Regions from separate parts of the Zea mays genome. Here all the other regions are linked to region 3. Evidence: chromatin contacts called from public Hi-C data. All regions are on one chromosome and are shown on one strand. Each heading gives the region's core, a stretch centred on a gene start, on an enhancer-like site or on the middle of the called end of the contact. The rest is flanking DNA. Distances are from core to core; before and after follow the strand shown.

What was found. Hi-C and Micro-C count contacts between places; a contact is called where the count stands out from the background.
Region 1: a Hi-C map of leaf shows a contact between it and region 3, with 4 times the contacts expected there. The contact joins the promoter of LOC541624 here to the promoter of LOC100384522 in region 3. A contact is called at or near these places in 2 of 25 Hi-C or Micro-C datasets (leaf and tassel).
Region 2: a contact with region 3 is called in a Hi-C map of tassel, with 2.7 times the contacts expected there. The contact joins the promoter of LOC100273701 here to the promoter of LOC100384522 in region 3. A contact is called at or near these places in 3 of 25 Hi-C or Micro-C datasets (ear, leaf and tassel).

What each region holds. Positions count from the first base shown.
Region 1 is chr10:150,121,668-150,124,397 of Zm-B73-REFERENCE-NAM-5.0, reverse strand. It overlaps LOC541624 (cytokinin response regulator 2), which reads right to left and starts at 1,439. Exons shown (of 2, transcript NM_001111379.2): 1 at 965-1,439; 2 at 235-853. The coding sequence starts at 1,157. The coding sequence ends at 567.
Region 2 is chr10:150,178,172-150,180,871 of Zm-B73-REFERENCE-NAM-5.0, reverse strand. LOC100273701 reads right to left here and starts at 1,414. Exons shown (of 3, transcript XM_008663409.4): 1 at 1-1,414. The coding sequence starts at 56. MIR396d (microRNA MIR396d) reads right to left here and starts at 268; the gene lies at 195-268.
Region 3 is chr10:149,853,647-149,856,442 of Zm-B73-REFERENCE-NAM-5.0, reverse strand. LOC100384522 reads left to right here and starts at 1,521. Exons shown (of 10, transcript NM_001176693.2): 1 at 1,521-2,031. The coding sequence starts at 1,998.

The DNA.
Region 1 (2,730 bases), core at 190-2,689, 270 kb before region 3:
GCAACAGCAGCTGACCACCTAAATAATATATACTACTCCATCATATGTTTTGCCGATACGATACGATACGCACAGCGCTAAGAGAGGAATAACAATCTCTTTCCGATCTGATTCGCACAGCCTACTACCTGTCGTCGTTCTTGCTATGCAACGGCAGCTAAGAGCGGAACTGAAACTGATGTTACGAAGAGACAAGATCACAAGATAAAGAAAAGAAGCAATAAGGCTCTGATCTTGGAATTGTTAACAGGTCTTGTTTTCTTCATGTCTGGGGGGCATATTTTTGCAGCCTCAGGCACGGAGGGAGGGGAAACGAAGAAGAACATCCGTGAATGCCCCCAACGACTCCCCTTCCTAACAACAACAACAACCTGGATCCTAAAACTAAGTTAGCTTCTTGTTTCAGTCGACGGCAGCGGCTGCGGCGGCGGCGGCGGCAGATCTATGTCCAAGAAGAAAGAAAGAAAAGAACGAACGAACGAACGAACACACAAAAAATTGGATCCTAACAACTCCTCTAATTAAGTCAGAGCGCGCAACCAGATCCTCCATCCTTGCGCGGGCGGTCACCGGATCCGGCTGCAGAGGCGGGAGACGTCGGCGGGGCGGACGGGCTTGAGGAGGAAGTCCTCGGCGCCCTCCTCCAGGCACCGGCTGATGCGGGTGGGCACGTTCTCCGACGACATGATCACCACGGGGATCGCCCGCAGCGCCGACGACTCCTTCACGTGCTTGAGCAGCTCGTACCCGGTCATCCCGGGCATCCAGTAGTCCGTGATGATCATGTTCACGTCGGGGACCAGCCCCAGCGCCAGCAGCTCCAGCGCGCGCGTCGCCGAGTCCACGGTCGTCACTGCACACGTAAAATCCAAGGAGGTTAGCTGCATGGTTCAAATAAAACGAGCTGCTGCGCGGGCGCGGACAGCCAAGGCAGGCACCGCTTCTTCCTCTGCTCGGTGCTCACCTCTGTACTTGGAGCTGCGCAGGATCTTGGCGATCACCGCGCGGTCCACGGAGCTGTCGTCCACCGCCAGCACGTGCTTCTCCTCCAGCTCCAGCTCCAGATCCAGATCCACCGCGTCGACCGGCGGTGCCACCGCCTTCCGGTCGCCGGCCTCCGGCGCCACGGACGGAGTAGCAGTGGCAGCAGCAGCCATTGCAGTTTGCAAGAGACAAACAATCCAACCGAATCTTCTTCTTGCGCCGGGAGGGAAGCGATGCGGTTGCGGACGCGGAGATCTCTTCTCCTTCTCTTGCGAGTGTGGATGTATGTACTAAGCAGGAGCAGACGGGCGGTTGCGGCGATGAAGTCGGAGGCGCGGGCGGGCGTGTATATATACACAGGTGCAGTGCAGGGGAGGAGTCAGTCAGTCAGGAGGAGACTCGGCACGGCACGGCAGCAGCGGGTAGCTAGCAAGCAGGGATGGTGGTGGTGGCGGGGCAAATCTCAGAGGGGATCCGAGGCGCGCGGATCGAGTATAGGACGGCACGGCACGCGGGCCAGGCCGATCCGGGGCGCGGATCCGCGGGGGGGCCCATGCGGCGGGGCCCGCGCGGCGATACGCAAGGGATTTCCCTGCCTCGCCTCTCGCTGTCACCGCCCGCCCACCCACGTACGCGCGCCTTCTTTTGGCCCCCTGGTATTTGCATCTTCGGATTCTGGCCAGATTTGCGTTGCGTGCGCATCCCTGTGAGTTGGTGCCGCTTCGCCTTTTGCACGCCGCCGAGCGACCCTTTCTAGGTGAGCAAGGCAGCTAGCTAGCTGTTCGCAAATCTCCTCGGATTTCCACGATATTTCTACTTTATATTCGAGACAAATCTCCTCGGATGTACAAAACAAATTCTTCAAGGCAAATCTCCTCGGATTTCTAAAACAATTCTTCTTTATATTCAAGTACGCATCCGGATATGCTTTGTTTGGATACGGTCATACTCATGCGGACAAGTTGTTTGAGTTTTTTTTCCTTTTTTTGTTGCTGTCGTTTTGTTCATTTACAACGACAACAAATAGAGGTGGGTATGATCGGATCAATTTCAAAGTGACAGTAGTGGGATATGGGGTTTAAGTACACAAATACGACACAATGTCGTGATCGAACTCTTAGGACTTGTTTAGTTAGAAATAGATCGGTAGAGATTAGAAACATGTTTGGAAGAACAAAAAGATATTTTCGCTCATTTAATCCCCTACGATCCCAAAGGATGTCCTAAGGGAAAAATAAATTAATTTCTCCCATCAATCCCTCTTGACCCTTCCAAACTTCTTCTAACCAAACAAGTAATTGGTTCTAACACAACCTTGCTCAAGCAATAAACTTTGTGGGGGTTATAGCAGGTCTCACCTCTCTCCAATAGTTATGTACATTTAGCGCCTTAAATTATAGATTTAAGAAGTTGCTAAACACTTTAAGGAGTAGAAAAATGTATGTGCTCTAACAGTTCCCTATTTATTGATTGCGAATTTTGAAAGTTGTCTATGACAACATAAAATAAACGAGCATGCTTTCTATTTTTAACTGAGCCGACAGTAGAAATCTATATCAACAACCTTCTTTGATGTCTTGAGAGGTCAAAGTTATCGATGGAAGACCAGACGTCACGGTGATGGCTTCAAGACATCACAGGATGTGCTCTGACGACGCCTCGACATAAAAGGTTGTCTAGCAGTGGCGGCATCAAGACATCTGGGCACTGTAGATGAATTTGTGGTCAACAGGACAGTGGGACAAC
Region 2 (2,700 bases), core at 165-2,664, 320 kb before region 3:
GAGCACAGCTGCACAGGAGGGAGGCTGCATGGTTTCCATGGGCTTTCTTGAACCATCAACAGGTCGCGTGAGCGAGCCGGGGGGAAGCTCAGCGATGCGATTCGATTCAATTCAATTCACGGCCGGTCGGGGGGAAGAGAATTGGTGGGTGGGACTGGGACTGGGACTGGGAGGAGCCAATCATTCCGTCCCACACACCCAGCACCAGCACCACCACCACCACGCCCACGAGTTCACAGTTCAAGAAAGCCTGTGGAAAGCATGCCCGCGCACCTTTCTTCCCCTTCGTCCTTCACCCCCCGTCCGGCGAGGGACCTCGGCAGCGAAGGGGCTGTGTGTGGAGAGATGGAGAGAGAGAGAGAGATTTGCTTTGCTTTGGAGTGAGTGCAAACGGCCCACAGAGGCTGGGGCATATAAATAGCTGCTAGTTGCGGCAAGTAACCACCCAACCGGGCTGGCGGGTGGTGCGGCAGCGGCAGCGGCAGCAGCCAGAGTGCCAGACTGCAGAGGCACGGGCCGGTACTCTCTCTCTCTCTCGGTCCTCTCTTCTGACCACACCCTCTGCTGGTGCTGCCTGCCCATGGATGCTGGATGGGCATGGGCTCATGGCGGACGGACGGAGGCTGCCAGGCCCTCCATTTCCGTGCGCCTGCCCTGCCGGCCGGCACTCCGATCCGCACCCTCTCTCTCTCTATCTCTCGCCCAAGGAGTAGCAGCCTGCTGTTTGTTCTTTCTTTTATCCTCGTAAAAAACGAAAGGGATACTGCTGCTTGCTCCGTACTACTATGTAGTGAGGTACTAGAGGCCGGACAGAGACGAAGCAACTGCAGTACCGTACCGGCCGGGCTAGGCCATGCCAGCTCTGCATGGATCTATCCACCTAACCTACTCATCACATCGGGCACCTGCACCTCTACTGCTTGCTTGTCCTGCCTTTGCCTCCCTGAGAGCTGTTGCTGCTGACTGCTGAGCCCCTATATACGCTTGCTTTTGGCGAGCTAGGGTAGGGTTCCGGGCAGGCCGCGACCCGGATTAAAAACCCGGCCGGCATCCCCGCGCATTATTATCGATGGAATCAGCCAGATCGGCGTCGATCGCCATGACTGATGGCCACCGCGCAGCAGACGGTAGACATCGAGCATGCACGAGCAGCAGGCAGGCAGGACAGGACAGGAAGGCACACATGCTCCTTCCATTCTTCCAAAAGCGATTAAAAAAACAGATGGCTTTGTTCGCTTGCTCCAGTTGTCCAAGATGGTTTTTTTTTTAAAAAAAAACAAAGCTTGGCCTCGCTGTCCATGTGCCGCCCGCCCCGCCCCGCTCCGGTGGCTATCGGACAAGGCCGTCTCGAATGCCTCCTCCTGCCTTGGCTTTCTTCGTCATGGTCTCATGGCCATATGTTTGCTGCAAAAAAATAAAAATAAAAAAACTCTTCACGTACCATTTCCTGAAACACAAGCGTCTGCTACGCATCCCCAGAGTCGTCCGATGGGGATGGAAATGGGATGACCAACCGGCAGGACAGGACAGTGAAAGCCCTGTGCGGATGCAAGGCAAGGCAGGTACCACCCTCCTAGTAGGCGCTGAATTTATAGAAGGTCTGGACCACGCCTACTTCCAGGGAAATGCATGGGCCGCCGGACGGACATGGACTCTTCTCTTCTCTTCTCTTCTATGATGATGATGATGAGTGACAGACAGAGTGATGAGGGGAGGGCAAGGGCAAGTAAAGGAGCCCACTGTTGAAACAGGGCCTTTTTTTTCTACATGGGGAAGGAAGTACGCTGTGTAATCTGCCATTGCCGCCATGAGGTGAGAGGTCCGGTGAATACTTTGCACACTGCCGTGCCAGTTAGCCACCTGCACCGGCTCCTCATCAGTCATCAGTCCTCTCCCCACCCACCACCACCACTCCCCTCCCCTCCCCAGTGGCAGTGGGTGGCCGTCGCTGTCACGGCCATACATACATATACGACGACACCCCGCGCGCAACAACATTCGCCATGTGATGATGATTGGTCCAGTAAACAAAGCCTGCTTTGCTGCCAGGATATCCTTGTCGATTTGTCGCCGCCGCCGGAGCGGAAAGAGAGAGAGGTGAATGATGGCCATTGGCCGCGCGGGTGGCCAATGGCGATGCAAATCCAAGCGCGTACGTGTACATATGTCCTGCTCCGGTTTTGTTTGTGTGTTTGTTTGGCCTTCTTCATCAGCGCTTGCTGCTTGGCCAGGGTGGCTACCAGTACCATCAACAGCGGCCTGTTGCATGTTCTGTCTTGGCATCATCTATCTACGTACGGATCTACCTGTAAAAGGAGTTAATTTAGTTTTACTGGCGGCAGCTCCAGCCCTGCAGCGCATGACTGGCGGCAAGTGCACGGCACCAACAGAGCAGCCAGCAGAGAGGAGCAGGACGACGAAGAGGCACACAAAGGCGGCACTGCATGAGCTAGCATGAAAGGGGCCGGGAAATAGCTGCCGGCAGCGGCAGCGGTACGATACGATCGATCGAGCGGGCCAATTCACGGCGGCGCCCGATCGGAAAGCGGATTTCTGTTGGATCTGAATGAAGCCGATCCATCCATCGGCCGGCCAGCCAGAGGGGGACGGCGTCGGCATGCATGCATGTGGCGTTCGTGAATCTTTGAGCTGTAAAGATGCGCGCGCGGGCCTCTCCCTATCTGCAGATGAGAGTCTCGT
Region 3 (2,796 bases), core at 272-2,771:
AAAAAAAACAGAGAATTTGCTTACTATGAACAAATTAATATAGACTTTTATCTTCCACACTCTCTCAACCTGAACGCAGAGATGTCAGGTTGAGATTGCGCGCTGAAATTGGTGAATGGAAGAGCCGAGAGAGTGACTTGTTCAGTGCATTGGCAGGTTGAAATTGTTGATTGGAGCGCCTGAAATCGTTTGGCCCATAGAAGAGTTAATTTCTTGCTGTAAGTTTCGACGACCACCGAAACTTAAAGCCCTGATTATATTGGTATATACTTAGTTCTTTTCAATGCTCTTTCCAACAGTTCCTTTTTTAAAAAAAATATCAAATGAAAAGTTTTTCTGCTCGCTTGTCTATAAAATTAGGGCCTTAGGTGCTAATTTTCTGTTGTCTTCTACTACCGCTGGAAATTAAGATTTAATTTTAGGGTGTCCTCTGGAACCACCAAAAAATAGGTATGGCCGTCAAAAAATGTTTTGAATCCCTGCGGAGATACTGGACTGCGTTCACTTGACTAGACGTATCACTAAATTTAATGCCTAATTTGGAAGTCTTGTTGTGCACCCTTAATACCGTACAAGCATTGGGTTAGCAAGCAACAAACAGTCAGTAAGGGCATGTACAGTGGGTGTCTTAAGTTGTGTCTTAGAGTGTGTCTAGGGGGGTAAATGTAAAAAATCTCAAGACATGTATCTTGACGAAGACACAGTGTCTTAGCTCTATATTCGAGACAGGAGACTATCTGATTGGTCACTTTAATTTATTAAATGCTCTGATTGGTACAATGAATATGATAGGACACATGTTTTAGACATGACCACTGTATTATGTTGTGTTTTAGTTGTGTCTTATACTTAGAGTACCGTGCGGCTGTATCTAGGTTGTACATGCCCTAAACGTAGGGACGTCTCGGCGAAGATCAAACACGGCCATTTTTTTTTGTGTGTGTGTGGAATGATGGAATATACCACCAGCTCATTCGCTTTGCCTGTTGGGTGTTAGTATTTGCCAAACGGAGCACATGCAACGTCATTTTGTCTGCTCTGCGTAGCAAGCTGTACTGCATGTGTATAGGTCCATGCACGTACAACTCTGGCCAGTGTTGTGGTGGGCGTGGGTCTCTTGGCAAATCTGGAGGGCCATCTGACCTTTGCTTCCGGAATACGAACAAACTAGCTTAATTACTAGTACTACATGCCATCACTGCCACAATCACGCAAAGGAAGGTGACGTGGACCTGCGTCATTATTCGAAGAAAACCGCCTATTTGATGCCCGAATTTGGGTCGGAAAATCGCCAGTCTCTCTCAGCTTCTTTGCCAGGCACTCGTCGATTCTGACGGCCTGAGGTTGCAGCTGGCACGTATGCGTTGGTACGTTGTCTCGATTAATACGCCCCTGGCCGACCTGCACGCCTGCACTGCAACAAGTCTACTACGAGCGGGCACGGCGCGGCGCCTCCGATTTTTTTCACGGGGGAGCGCCCGGGGCGAGGCTATAAAAACCGTCTCCTCCACGCCACCTCCGCACCGCAGAGAGAGGAGCGAGAGCGAGCGACCCCCCCGAGCCGTGCCAACCAAGAACCATCCACCCACCACCACCACCCCGGCCGCTTCCTTGTCCCTGCCCCTCCGTTGGTCTCCTTTGCCCATCTCATCCTCTCTCTCTCTCTCCCTCTCTCTCTCTCTGGCGGTCGGCGTGGCTCCGGGGGCGCGAAGCGCGGGCTCGGCGGGGCGACTCGCCGGCGGCGACCTGCAGGTTTGGGTATGAGAGGGGTCACCCACGCGGCGCCCACCACAAGCGCCCCCCGCCCCCGCGGACGCCTCATGGACGGCCTCCTCATCTTCGTCTTCTACCTCTCGCTGCCCACCCGTGCCGGCCGCGACCACTCGTCAATCGCCGCCTCTAATTGTTAGCCGCCGCCGGCACGCCATTGCTCGGCCCGCCTCCCGAGAAGCTCGATCTGCGGCCTAGCCAGCCAGCCTCACGCGGGATCAGGATCGATGGACCAGCCACCGAATGGATTCGCCGCCGGAGGTGCGTGCGGGACCAATCAAATTTCTTCCTCTTCTTTTTATTTTCCCCCCGACCTTCTGGTCTGGTCTGGTTTCCTTCTGAAACGTTTCTTCTACTTACGTCCATTTGCGTGCGATGGTGGTAAATATGCAGCGCAATTTGAGAATGTTCCGAGTGGCATGGCATCGATGACCAGGAAATCCGTCCTGCCAGTAGCAATAAGCTGATTGAGTTACGCAAAACCCGTCTCTGTCACGGACTGATGTCGTATTCCTTGTGGACTGTATGACAGAAGAATTGTGACCTGGTTTATTTTACCATTAATCAATCTATAGTGCAGCTGCAATCTATAAAGATAAAATACCGTAGAAGCCATGATCATAGTCGGATTAAAGCCTAGATCGGATTAAAGCAGCAGGGAACAAGCTGGTTTGTTGGTGGGGCCCCTTGAGCTCTTTCAATTCAGGTCCGGCCGGGGAACGAAATAATTACGCAAACAGCCACCTGAATCGTTGTAGCGTACGTGCCGAAAATTGGTGGGTGCTTTCCAATTTTTTAAAATCATCCAAGTCATTCTGGTACGGTCGGTGACCTCGCTCACCTAGCCACCTGAATCGATATGCAAGAATCTAGAACGGAGAATATCACAAGAAACCCGTGTAGGGAATGAGGAGGAAGCCTGTAAGCGAAAGGGACGTGCAGAGTAGGTTCCAAACTACTCATCTGTCGATGAAAATAAATTGACCTCTGCACTCCACAAGCGTCCATGTCAACTTGCTTCCTTGT